Regions from separate parts of the Sus scrofa genome. Here region 2 is linked to region 1. The links are chromatin contacts, called in public HiChIP or PLAC-seq maps. All regions are on one chromosome and are shown on one strand. The core of a region is the stretch at or near the end of the contact, and the rest is flanking DNA. Distances in the headings are between cores, read along the strand shown. Region 1 holds the start of DLAT (dihydrolipoamide S-acetyltransferase). Region 2 holds the start of SDHD (succinate dehydrogenase complex subunit D).

The links. HiChIP or PLAC-seq counts read pairs in DNA pulled down with a chosen protein or histone mark.
Region 2: an H3K27ac HiChIP or PLAC-seq map of alveolar macrophages shows a contact between it and region 1. The contact joins the promoter of SDHD here to the promoter of DLAT in region 1. A contact is called at or near these places in 1 of 47 Hi-C or Micro-C datasets (epiblast stem cells) and 1 of 2 datasets of contacts at active chromatin or transcription factors (alveolar macrophages).

Annotation. Positions count from the first base shown.
Region 1 is chr9:39,735,113-39,741,925 of Sscrofa11.1, forward strand. DLAT (dihydrolipoamide S-acetyltransferase) reads left to right here and starts at 3,527. Exons shown (of 16, transcript NM_213994.1): 1 at 3,527-3,717; 2 at 3,719-3,724; 3 at 3,727-3,806; 4 at 4,298-4,399; 5 at 5,178-5,302; 6 at 5,460-5,613. The coding sequence starts at 3,528.
Region 2 is chr9:39,788,050-39,794,862 of Sscrofa11.1, forward strand. SDHD (succinate dehydrogenase complex subunit D) reads left to right here and starts at 2,605. Exons shown (of 6, transcript NM_001097516.1): 1 at 2,605-2,656; 2 at 6,262-6,322; 3 at 6,325-6,377. The coding sequence starts at 2,605. TIMM8B (mitochondrial import inner membrane translocase subunit Tim8 B) reads right to left here and starts at 2,514. Exons shown (of 2, transcript XM_003129849.5): 1 at 2,332-2,514; 2 at 115-510. The coding sequence starts at 2,499. The coding sequence ends at 343.

The sequences.
Region 1 (6,813 bases), core at 2,277-4,776:
GAAAATTCACTTACTTAGCACCTCTTTTGATTATATATATATACAAACAAGAACTCGAGACTTTAAACTGTATGACAAGACAGTCTCTAATGCAAAAGCAAGAAACATTAACTTTCAGAAATGTGTATTTAAAAAAGCTAGAACTTCCAAACTGATTTGAAAGATGCCTTCCCAAAACTTACATAGCTTTTATTTATCGCTTTAAGTGTTTAATAAGTTTTATCACTTTAAGTGTTTTATCTAAATCTTTAGCCCTGGGTGCTTTCATTTGACTTCCAATTACACATTTTCAACTATTAATCACAAGCCATTTTAATTGGGTTATTCCATCATTGTGTTAAAATTAAATATATATCTTTCACTACAAACTAATTCCTCTTTCCAACTAATCCATTCTATATCAGTAATATCCTACAAGTCTCAGGACTGATTTGACAAACCCAAGTATTTTTAGCCTACTTCTGGGGTAAACTTAACACTCCTGGACTCTGCCCTCCCATGATTTAGCTATACCTGTCAAAAATACATTCAAAATGCAAACTTGCTATGCACTGAAAAATGCAAAACAAGGTTTAAGCAAGGCTACCTAAGTAACTGAACAGCAAACTGAAGATCATCTCATAAAAAGGCTAATTTAGATCATGTTATTAAATTCAAATGCAGAAATACTATAGTAAAATATCTTAGCCAATTCAAAATTGTTAAAACACACACACACACACATATATTTTTTGCTTTTCAGGGCCGCACCCAAGGCATATGGAGGTTCCCAGGCTAGGGGTTGAATCAGAGCCACAGCAACACATCTGTGACCTAAACCACCTGGATCCCTAACCCACTGAGCGAGGACAGGGATCGAACCCGAAACTTCATGGTTACTAGTCAGATTCATTTGTACTGCGCCACAACAGGAACACCTATAAATTTTTGTAACTATAGTTACAATATAAGCACTTTCACTAATAACAATTCTTCCATTGCTTCTTCCCTTATTTATAAGTAGTTTAACATAATTGCAACAATTTAACAATACAGTTGCTCTACTCATTATTATTTCAAATTTGCTTTTTTTTTTTTTTGCCTATTAGGGCCACACCTGTGGCATATGGAAGTTTCCAGGCAAGGGGTCCAGTTGGAGCTATAGCTGCCAGCCTACTCCACAGCCACAGCAATGCAGAACCCAAGCCTCATCTGTGATCTATACCATAGCTCACTGCAACACTGGATCCCCAACCCACTGAGCAAGGCCAGGGTTGGAACTCACATCCTCATGGATACTAGTTGAATTCATTTCCACTGTGTCACAAATGGGAACTCCTGCCTTTCCATTTAATCTGGGAATTTCCTCAGTTGTATTGCCTACATACTATTCTGTTAGCCAACTGAGCTTAATCTTTCTCTCCTTTTTGAATAGTTGCATTTTTCCAACTACTTTTGTTATAAAGATACTAAAACTTTTTTTTACTTTGTTTTGGATGCCGTAAGGATATTAGACTACAATTTTGAAGAAGGATGTAAATATTTCCCCCGATTCTTATTTTCTACTAGATTGCCATCTCTAAAAACAACCAATATTCAGTGCCCCCAATGAGTGCATCTCCTTCTCTTCAGTCTCATTAACAGTGACATTTTAGACTTTTTTTTTTTAGGGCCGAACCTGCAGCATAAGGAAGTTCCCAGGCTAGGAGTCGAATTGGAGCTGCAATGACAGATCCTTAACCCACTGAGGAGGCCAGGGATTGAACCTGCATCCTCATGGATACTAGCTGAGTTCATAACCCATTGAGCCTCAATGGGAACTCCGAGATTTTAGAGTTTTTTCAAGTTTCCAATTTAAATAGGCATGAAATATTATTATTAATATTATTATTATTATCTCTTGGCTATCTTATTTTTTCAAATGCTTAATTACTAGCAAAGTTGAACATGTTTTCAACTGTTGGTTTTTCCTCTATCTTGTGTTCTTGATGTTCTCTAACCATCTGTTCACTGAAGACTTGGGAATTATAAATGCAGTATGTGCTTCCCTTCTGGTCTAATGCCACCCCCAGCTCAGAAATGAGATATTTTCTAATTATAGGGTGATAACCCTACAGTAGAAGTGTACCTAACAAAAGTAGGTAGAAGGAATTTTATGGCAAACCAGAATCTCAAGTCTGTTTGGTAAACCTGTATCTTCATACAAATATGTCTAATCCTGCTACAGTACTCCTGAATGTGGGAATGTATCTTCCTCTCGCCTGCCTTTCACACACTGGCTGGAAAAACTGTTCAACCCAGTTTCCTGTTGTGTTAGAGGTCTAAAATTAAATCTTTGTAACCCAGGAGTTCCCCTCCTGGCTCAGCAAAAACTAATCTGACTAGCATCCATGAGGGCCCAGGTTTGATCCCTGGCCTCGCTCAGTGGGTTAAGGATCCAGCGTTGCCGCTTAGTTGTGGCTTAGGTGGCAATGAGGCTCAGATCTGGAGTTGCAGCTGTGGTGTAGGCCGGCGGCTGCAGCTCTGATTCTGGCCCTAGCCTGGGAACCTCCATGTGCCTCAGGCGCGGCCCTAAAAAGACAAAAACCAGGGAGTTCCCGTCGTGGCGCAGTGGTTAACGAATCCGACTAGGAACCATGAGGTTGCGGGTTCGGTCCCTGCCCTTGCTCAGTGGGTTAACGATCCGGCGTTGCCGTGAGCTGTGGTGTAGGTCGCAGACGCGGCTCGGATCCAGCGTTGCTGTGGCTCTGGCGTAGGCCGGTGGCTACAGCTCCGATTCAACCCCTGGCCTGGGAACCTCCATATGCCGCGGGAGCGGCCCAAGAAATAGCAACAACAACAACAAAAAAGACAAAAAAAAAAAAAAAAAAAAAAAAAAACCAGAACCAAAAGAACAAAAAAACCTTTGTAACTCAGCACAGCCTGCGCAGAGCAAGACCCCATACCTAGTGGCCCTTGGGTGTGCAGAGGGCATTGCGGGAGCACCGAGATGCCTATAGGGCATCCCTGCCTAGTGTCAACGCAGGAGCGCCTGGACCCCGCCCCTCAGCTGCCAGCTCTCGGCGCCCAACAGGTCCTCTTCTCATTTTTCCCTCAAGTCGGGGCCACGCCCCTCAGCCCACTTCAGGCCCCTTTCCCTGTATCAGTGGGGTGTCTCCTTTTTCGGCCTTTCCCTTTCGGCCAGGCCCTTCACTGCGCTTGGGTCCCATTCTGCGAAATGCCGCCACCACTACGACCCTACCACCTTCCGCTTCTCTCCAAATTAATCTTTCCAAACTCGGCCTGCGTGGGCTCCGCTGGAATGTCCTTGTCCCTCGTAGTTTCAGTGTAGCCGCCCCAATCAGCTCTCGGCCACCCTTTACCCCATTCCCTGGAGAAGAGGGTAGGTTTCACACATTTCTGGACCGCGGAGGGGGTTGGGTGAACCTTTGAAGCCCATTTTACGACAACGTGCGGCTGGGCGGCGCGGCTGACGGCAACGCCGCGCGCTTCTTGGAGAGGTCACTCCGGAGACGGCGTTGGTTTTGGGGTGTGGGGTCGGTGGCACTATGTGGCGCGTGTGTGCGCGACGGGCCCAGAATGCAGCCCCAAGGGCAGGATTCGGGGCACGGTGGACGGCTTTGCGGGAGGAGCCAGGAGCTCCGTGCGCGGCCCCTCGGGCTGGCTCTGTTCCGGCTCGTTGCAGCAGCACGACTAGAGGGTATGGCAGGAGCCGGGCACTCTGCGGCTGGAGCGCCAGCTCGTGGGCCACACCTCAGAATCGTATCCTACTGCAGCTTTGGGGGTCTCCTAACCGCCGCTGGTATAGCCTCCCCCCGCATCAGAAGGTGAGCCCCAGACATGTTCTTCGCGGGACCCCGTTGTCCTTCATGCAGACTTGTTGGCTTCGGGTACTTTCTCAGAGGCCTCAGTGATCCCCCCTCCCCCCTGTCCCTTAGTATACTGTTTCTCACGGTCCTTTCTCCAGTACCCAGCTTTGCTGTAGCTCTGAAACGTCGCTCTCCTAATCTATTCCATTGATGGAAGAGCTCCAGGCTTCCCTCTCCTGACATGTTACTTTGAAAGAAGAACCCCAAGCCCGGGGCTCTGTGTGGAATGTCTGCTGAGTGTGTGCTCTGTTAGATTCACTTAGGACTGTGGAGCGGGAAATCTGTTACTGGAGAGCTGGTGACTGGAATTCTCTTTATATCCCTAGTACTGAGTGTGTGATGGGATTCGGACTTTGCGTTAAATTAAATTGAATTCATTGGAACGTTAAACCAGTTTGAGAGTTGGGTAGCTCTTTTTAAATTCAATGTTGCTCCTTTTTCTCTTCCAGGTTCCATTGCCTTCTCTTTCCCCCACAATGCAGGCAGGGACCATAGCCCGTTGGGAAAAAAAGGAAGGGGACAAAATCAATGAGGGTGAACTAATTGCAGAGGTAAGTTGTTTTAAAATATGCAAATTAGGAGCTGGCTTAGCTAAACTGAGCATTAATTTTCAGAGTGGGTCGTGTCATCCCTTTTGCTTAAGAGACTGAAATTTTTTTTACAACTTTATTAGAGAAGATTGGTTGCTTGAGTTAGCAGCCGCTAGCCACACTAATTTGCAGCTAAGATGTTTTTAATAGTAATTCATCTCTTTCAAAAATTTTTTAAAATTATAGTTTATTTAAATAATTCCTTGTTTCAAACCTGTGATGGAGGCTTTGTTTTCACATGATTGTTAAACTATATGATTTGATTTTATTCTTTTTTTAATGGCTGCTCCTGAGCTAGGGATTGAGCCTGTGCCTCTGCAGCCACCAAAGCCACTGCCGTCGGATTCCTTCTTTTTCTTTTTCTTTTTTTTTCTTTTTGTCTTTAGGGCCACACTTGTGGCATATGGAGGTTCCCAGGCTAGGGGTTGAATTGGAACTGTAGCCACTGGCCTACATCACAGCCACAGCAACGCCAGATATGAACTGTGTCTGTGACTGTAGCCACTGGCCTACACCACAGCTCGCAGCAACTGGATCCTTAATCCACTGAGCTAGGCCAGGGATCAAACCTGCATCCTCATGGATACTAGTCAGATTTGTTTCCACTGAGCCACGAGGAAACTTCTGCAGTCACATTTTCTTAATCCACTGTGCCACAGCAGGAATTCCTGAACTATATGATTTTAAGCAAGCTTCATACTGACAGCACAAACCTGAGCTCCTGCTTTTGTGTTAAAAGGTTGAAACTGATAAAGCTACTGTTGGATTTGAGAGCCTGGAGGAGTGTTACATGGCAAAGATACTTGTTGCTGAGGGTACCAGAGATGTTCCAGTTGGAGCAATCATTTGTATAACTGTTGAAAAGTGAGTAGTAATTTTCAATTTAGTAATTTGTGGTAATTTGTGAAACTTAGATGATTGCTGGAACATTTTATCCCAGAATTGAGAAATTAAAGGCTTCTGAGACAACTAAATCTGCTTTATAACCTCCTTATACTTACGCATTATTTCACTTTCTTAGGCCTGAAGACATTGAGGCCTTTAAAAATTATACATTGGATTCTTCGGCGGCACCTGCCCCACAAGCAGCCCCAGCCCCGACTCCTGCAGCTGCTGCTCCAGCACCCACACCTTCTGCTCAGGCTCCTGGTAGCTCATATCCCACTCACATGCAGGTGAGGCTCAGCCTCTGGTGTTTGCTCTAGAAAATTTGTGATTAATTCAGTATTTTTCATAGATGACTCTAACATCCTGAAACTGGCATTAAACATGGCTAGTTTTTTTGTTTTGTTTTGTCTTTTCAAGCTGAACCCGTGGCATATGGAGGTTCGCAGGCTGGGGGTCCAATCAGAGCTTCAGGTGCCGGCCTATGCCAGAGCAACAGCAACGCCAGATCCGAGCCACGTCTGCAACCCTCACCACAGCTCACAGCAGTGCTGGATCCTTAACCCACTGAGGCCAGGGATCAAACCTGCAACCTCATGATTCCTATTTGGATTCTTTTCTGCTGTGCCACAACAGGAACTCCAAACATGGCTAGTTTTTATCATTTGAAAGTAGACATTTTTTTTTTTTGCTGGGGGTGGGTGAGGGTGGGGATTGGCCGTGCCTATGTCGTGGAAGTTCCCCAGCCAAGGATCAAATCTGTGCCACAGGAGCAACCTCAGCTGCAGCAGTGGCAATGCCAGATCCTTAACCACTGCATCACAAGGGAGCTCTGTAAGTAGAGATTTAAATGTGAAGATTGACAATTTTTATTCCTAGTTGTTCTTTCTGGTTATGTGAACTTTGGAAAGTTCTTTTATTTACTTTTTGTTTATTTATTTTTTTTTGCTTTTTTTAAGGCCACACCTGAGGCATGTGGAAATTCCCAGACTAGGGTTTGATATGGAGCTGCAACTGCTGACCTATGGCAATGCCAGATCTGAGCCGTGTCTGTGACCTATACCACAGCTCATGGCAACTGTGGTGACTCAGGGATTGAACCCACATCCTCATGGATACTAGTTGGGTTTGTAACCTGCTGAGCCACAAGGGGAGCTCATGGACAGTTCCTTTATTCTTTCTTGGCCTCAATGTAGCAGATAGAATAATGCTTGGTACTTCTCATTCAAGAACGTTATGTTAGATTCTGAGGATGGTTTTGTACTTATATCTACTCCCTGTATAAACAGAATTTTTAGTAGGCCCCTAGTATTGTTTATTGAATGGAAGTTCCCGGTTGGTGTTTTCCCTTGACATGTGGTGTTATATTTTCTAAGAACAGATGAATAGCATCAATAAGTAACTAAACTAACAATAAGGAATAAATGTCAGGAGTTCCCTTGTGGGCTCATCGGGTTAAGATCTGGCCTTGTCACTGCTGTGGCTCTAGT
Region 2 (6,813 bases), core at 1,355-3,854, 52 kb after region 1:
CTTCAAAACGTAAGCTCTCCCATTTGCACTACTGGCCTTGGAACATAGTTATTTCTAGTGTTCCTGCCAATCAGATCTATGTATTAAATCCTAAAATGAGATTAAAAAAAAAAAGTTGGAGAACTCACATTTATTGAATAACTTGTTGTGATACAAGGTGGAATTTCTGAATTCCAAATAAATAAATCTCACTTTTTGAACATTCGATCTGTTACTTTTTAGCACCAACAGGCTTGGTAATAGCCTGAAGTTGACAAAAGGTTGACAGTCTTTCCCCACTGGTTCTTCAATCTGCTTAAAAATAAGTCCTTTGCTGCTTCTGTCATTCTCTCAGGGGATGGCCTACTGCCCTCCTTTCTGTACAATCTGGGCAAACCGACTGGTGATAGCAAGAGTGGTGTCAATGAAGCGGTCCACGCAGCTAGAGAGACAATTTTCAGTGCGAGAGTCTAGGCGATTCCCCGGCTTCTCCACACATTTATCCCAACATAGCTCCATGAAGTGATGCACCTAAGAAGAAAGAATAACAGTAACCACTGGGGTCTGCAGACAGGCCAAACTGCTAATTTTCTAATTTCATCTTCTGTCACCCGATTAAATCATTCTTTCTTTCCTCACTTCCTAATTTGTCACCAGTATGGTCCAGATCCTCATCCCTACATTGCAACAATCCTTTTACCCTCTCCTTTTCTATTTTTCTCCTCCTTGGTAATTAAAGAAGTATTTTCCATTAAGTCACTCCAGTATTGGCCAAATGCATCAATTTCTGTCAGCCACTCAGGGCATATTATTTAACCCCACTCCATACTGATGGGGGTCCACACACATACTCAACATTACTCTTCATACTGCCGGAATGCCCTCCCTAAAGATTTTTTAAATTTTCTAATTGTATCCAGTCCCCATTTGCAAAATTTCAGGCAGGATCAATATCTTTTATATATATACGTCTTTAAAATTTTAGGGTGGTCTTTTTTAGGGCTGAACCCGTGGCACATGGACGTTCCCAGGCTAGGGGTCTAATTGGAGCTGTAGCTGCCAGCCTACACCAGAGCCACAACAACATGGCATCTGAGCCATGTCTGCAACCTACATCACAGCTCATGGCCACGCCAGATCCTCAACCCACTGAGCAAGGCCAGGGATAGAACCCGCAACCTCATGGTTCCTAGTCGGATTCATTAACCACTGAGCCACTATAGGAACTCCACCTTTTATATTCTTAAACTAGCCCCAGTGAAAAATGGTGAAGTATGGAACCAATTAACTCTCCCAAACCACTGCACCTATCTCATTCCAAAACTATTTCTAGTAGTTACTATTTTTTTTTTTTTTTTTACGTGGAGGTGGGGTGGGGGCTCATGGACATATTTGAGAATCCGATAAAGGTTATGGATCTAATCTACGGAAAAATGCACAAACAGGCACAGAACATGTGTGCATGTTCACAATGTTCACGACCCAGACTTTTTTTGCCACTCCTGCGACATACGGAAGCTCTCCTGGGCCAGGAATCGAACCCGAGTCACAACCGAATCCCTAACCGCTAGGCCACCAGGGACAGCCAGGAGCCAGAGATTTCTAACGAGGGTTCTCACTACTACCGTGAACCCTCCCCTTCCCACCACCCCACTCCTCCCCAAAAAGAGGAATAACAATTTACAGAGGGCCATTTAACTATTTTGGGAGGCTGGGAACTAAACATTCAGTCAATCCCTTCTGCGGTCCTAAAAGACGACTTTCACCTCCATTTAAGAGGCGCGGTTAACTAACTGAACCAAAGCCATGCAGCCAGTAAAGGACCACGCCAGGGTCTGAAACATGCCTAAGGGGCTACAAAGCTCTGGTTCTAAATAGTCTAGAGTGACGACTTCAGAGCCCACCTTTTTCTAATAATTCTCTACTGCTTCGTTTTCAAATTCATTACGGCATATGAGCCTCACCATCAACAGTGAGGCAGCCGGCGACTGCGAAATCAAGTCCTACGGTGGATGAGTGTTTTGTCTACGGGCACGGGCCCTGTAAAGAGCAGACAGGATTATAACCCGAATCTTCCGAATGCCAGCCTAGATAGACCGCGTCCAAACTAAGCTCCCGTGTACTTGCCTCGCCGGAAATTTTCTTCCCCCCACGCTAGGTGTGCTTAGCGGGCAACTGAACACTATGGGTCACCAGTGGCAGGATTGACTCGTTACTTTGGTGAAGGAAACCCGGCGCTGCAAGGACGGAGCCTCGGGCGGCCGCTTCGCGCCGCCAGCGTTCGGAACTCCGCGGGTGCCGGGGACCTGACCTGACCCGCCTTCCTTCTCACACTGGTTCCCGTCCCCAAACCTGTGCAGTGAACTGCGCCTTCTGCTGTTCGGCCGCCACCAGGCGCTGCAACTCGGCCTCGTCCGCCTCACCCAGCTCCGCCATCTTCCGCGTCAGCCTCGCGACCTTTCGTCGGATCTGTGTGCGCCGGTGCAGCGGGCGCGTGCCGACCCCCGACTTCCGGTTCATCGGCGCTTTTCTTTTCTTTGGTCGTTTTCTTTTGTCGTCACTGGGTGGATGTTGTCGTGTGACTGCTTCCGGGTTGCGGGATGACCTTGAGCCTTCAGGAAAGACATGGCGACTCTCTGGAGGCTCAGTGTTCTTTGCGGTGCCCGAGGAGGAGGAGGTGAGGGATCTGGGCAGCCGGAGGTTCTTAGAGCAGTCTCCTGCCGGGGAAAGGATGCGGTGAGGATTCGTCTACTGGGCGATGAGATCTCTGGAGCAGGGGATCCCTTCTCCTTTGGCTGTTCTGGCTCCTGCCGAAACTACAGCAAAGACCAGCTGTGGACCCAGGTGTTCACCTGAGTGCATATCTCCCCTGCTCTGGGCTGGCGCCGTGATGGGATAATCTGAAAGAGAGTTCCTTCTGAAAGTTGAAGTCCTGCTCAGGGTATTCATAAGAGTTCTCTTTTTCTCCCGACTTACTGTCTTGAGAATGCTCCCACCCAGAATCGGAAGAGTGCCGGGATCTAAGTTCCAGTCTAAGTCTTGCCCTTTTCCCCTGGAGTTCATTTTGATAATTATTGAAGTGGGCATTTGTGTTAGACCAGGCATTGTAGTATGGTTGGCATACAAATGTGAATAACACAATTCCAGCTCTCAAAGAGTTTTCATTTTTATAGGGAAAATAACGTGTAAAAATAATTTAACATAAAGCAAAAACTATTGTGCTTTATGTAAACTGGTTGCTAGTCCAGAGGAAGAATGTATTGGCCTTGTGTTTTAGAAGAATTTTCTTGCCTCGGTTCCTGAAGGAGATGGGTTGATTTGAGTTTTGTGTGTGTGTGTGTGTGTGTGTGTGTGTGTGTGTGTTTCATTTTAGGGCCACATCAGTGGCATATGGAAGTTCCCAGGCAAGGGGTGGAATCAGAGCTGTAGTTGCTGGCCTATACCACAGCCACAGCAATGCAGGATCTGAGCCGAGCGTGCAACCTACACCACACACTGGATCCTTAACCCGCTGAGCAAAGCCAGGGATCGAACCTGCATCCCCATGGATGCTAGTCAGATTCGTTTCTGCTGAGCCACGACAGGAACTCCCTGATTTGAGTCTTGAAAGTGAGGAAAGGCACAGGAAAAAGGGCACAGGGTATTATAGTTAGAGCTACTGGGATGAGCAAAAGCAATGAGGAAGATATATATAGAAACTGCTTGTTATGAGAGAAGACAAATTGGGTATTAGAATGTGAAGCTCAGGGTGATGAATGGCATGGTTCTGGAAAGGTGAATTGAAATAAAATCACAGAAGAACTTACCTTGATAAGAAGTATGCATTTTGGGAGTTCCAATTGGGATTCAGCGGGTTACAAACCTGGCTGGTATCCATGAGGACTCGGGTTTGATCCCTGGCCTTGACGGTGGGTTAAGGATCCGGTGTTGCCATGAGCTGTGGTGTAGGTCATAGACATGGCTTGGATCTGGCGTGGCTGTGGCCAGCAGCTACAGCTCCGATTCGACCCCTAGTCTGGGAACTTACATATGCTACAAGTGTGGCCCTAAAAAAAAAAAAAAAAGTATGCATTTTACTTTGTATGAAGGGTTGCCACTGAAAGATTTGACCTATATATTTGCAGGGTTTTTTTTGGGGGAGGGGTCTTTTTAAAAGGGCCACACCTGCGGCATATGGAGGTTCCCAGTCTAGGGGTCCAATTAGAGCTGTAGCCACCAGCCTATGCCAGAGTCACAGCAACTCGGGATCCAAGCCCGTCTGTGACCTTCACCATACCTCACAGCAACACCGGATCCTTAACCCACTGAGTGAGGTCAGGGATTGAACCCTCGTCCTTGTGGATGATAGTCGGGTTCGTTAGCCACTGAGCCACAATGGGAACTCCTAGATTTGCAGTTTAGATTGACCACTTTGGTAACAATGTGGAAGATGACCGTCATGGGAGATGAGGCAGGCTTAGACATAACTCAGGGACACCAGATAAGACACTGTACAGTAGTCCAGGCAAGGATGGTGAGGTCCTGAACTTGTAAAGTAGTTCCTTTAGAGAAGACTGTCTTAAGGAATGTTAAAGAGATACATCATATGATTTGGCAGTTGACTGAGTTTTAGAGGGAAAGGCCTATATGACTTCCAAATGTCTGGGTTAGGTTAAAGAAAGGTTGGAATGTCGGGAAGTTAAGTGGGAAACATGCAAATAGGAGACAAGTTTAAATGAGACAGTGAATTGAATGGTGATTTTAGGGGTTTTTTGTTTGTTTTGGTTTTTGGTTTTTAGGGCCATACTTGTGGCATATGGACGTTCCCAGGCCAAGGGTGGAGTTGGAGCTACAGCTATCGGCCCAAACCACAGCTACAGCAATTCAGGATCTGAGCTGCGTCTGCAACCTACACCACAACTCAGAGCAGCCCCAGATCCTTCCTTAACCCATTGAACAAGGCTCAAACCAAGGATTGAACCCGCATCTTCATGGATCCTAGTCGGATTTGTTAACTGCTTAGCCACGAAGGGAACTCCTGCGATTTTAGTTTTTGCCATGGTGAGTTTGTGGACCATGTAAAGTATCTTAGGGGAGAGGCCTTGAAGGCATTAGCAATTGAGTGGACAGAATGTCTAGAGGTGGGCATAGGAAGCAAGAGAGCAGTGGGCAGTTGATAAGAGTCCTGGGCAGACATAAGAGTAGATGCAGGAGGAAACTGATACATAATGGTCACAGATCAAAGGGAGAAGTGGAAGAGAGTTCTGTCAGAGAAAGAAAGGAAGGAGAAGCCATCAATGCCCAGGTGATACAGAAAGGCCTATTAGAGGCCACAGGATCAGTGGAAGGGTTAAGTATACTACATCAGTTGCCCGAAAATGGTCAGTAGAAAGGGAGGAAAGGTTAAAGGTGTAGGAGAGAAACTACATTTTATCGAGTACTTATAACAGTCTAGGAATTACGCTGAATATGTTACATACATTATTTAATTTTTGATGGGGTATTACGAAGTAAGCACCAGTATTTTCATTTTACAAATGAGGATATTGAGTCTTGGAGGGTTTGTTTACCTTAATTGCTCATCATCTCACAGCCAGTATTGGTAGGATTGGGTAAACTTAGGTCTGCCTATTTTTTAACCAAAAGACAAGATCTGAAAGAGGACAGAAAGAAATGGGGGGTGGTATTTCTCAAAGTAGACTGAATTCCTTGTGGACAAAGATTTTGTCTTTTCCTCTCTTGCTCTAGTGCAAAGCACAGTCTTTCTTGTTAGGCCCGCAGCTGAGGTATATGGAAGTTCCCAGGCTCGGGGTGGAATTGGAGCTGCAGCTGCCAGCCTACCCACAGCCACCACAACACCAGATCTAAGCTACATCTTTGACCTGCACCGCAGCTCATGGCAATGCCAGATCCTGAACCCACTGAGTGAGGCCAAGGGGATTGAACCTGTGTCCTCATGGATACTAGTCAGGTTCATTGTTGCTGAGCCAAACGGGAACTCGTAGAGTATAGTCTTGCGTGTGGTAAATGTTTGGTGGATGAATAGATGAGTAAATTGGAAGAGAAAGGAGCTATAATTAATTTTTTTTAATTAGTGAAAGTGAAACCCTTTTCCCTAAGTGCTCATTGATTTTTCAGTCTTTTAATGGCTACTCTCATAACAGCCCAACAGAAGAGATGCTATCCTCATTTTACAGGTGAAATGGTTATTCCCTATTTGGGGTAAATAGCTTGCCTGTTTATTTCAAAAGTGTTCTGTTAAAGAAGAGGTGCTTATGTTCCCCCCGGTGTCTCTTTCCTCAGCTCTGGTCCTCCGGACCTCAGTGGTCAGACCTGCTCATGTCTCAGCATTTCTCCAGGACCGACTACCCCGGGATGGTGTGGAGTACAGCACATTCACCTGTCACCCAGCCACCAGGGTATGTCCATCTTCATCTGGGCTGGACATCACGCCTTTGCAGGACCTGCTGTCTCTGACGGAAACTATTGTGTTCAACTCTGTCCAGTGAGGACCTGACCTACACATTTGGGCACATAATGCTAGCAGCTTGAATGGTGCCATTTACACTTGTACAGAACCTTCTGGTCTAAGTCTTCAAAATTTTTATTTTTTAAAAAGAAAATAGCTCTGCAGGAAGAGTTGGTTCAGTATAGTTTAGCTACACTTATTTATTTAGCTAACGGAAAGGCTCCAGATATGAATAATTTAGAATAGTGGACAGTTTAAAAAGTCCTGCATATTTATAGCTGTAATTGGCCTGTGGAAGTTCCCCAGGTCAGGAATCGAACCTGTGCCACAGTAGCAATCCAAGCTGCTGCAATGACAAGGCCAGTTCCTTAACCCATTGTGCCACA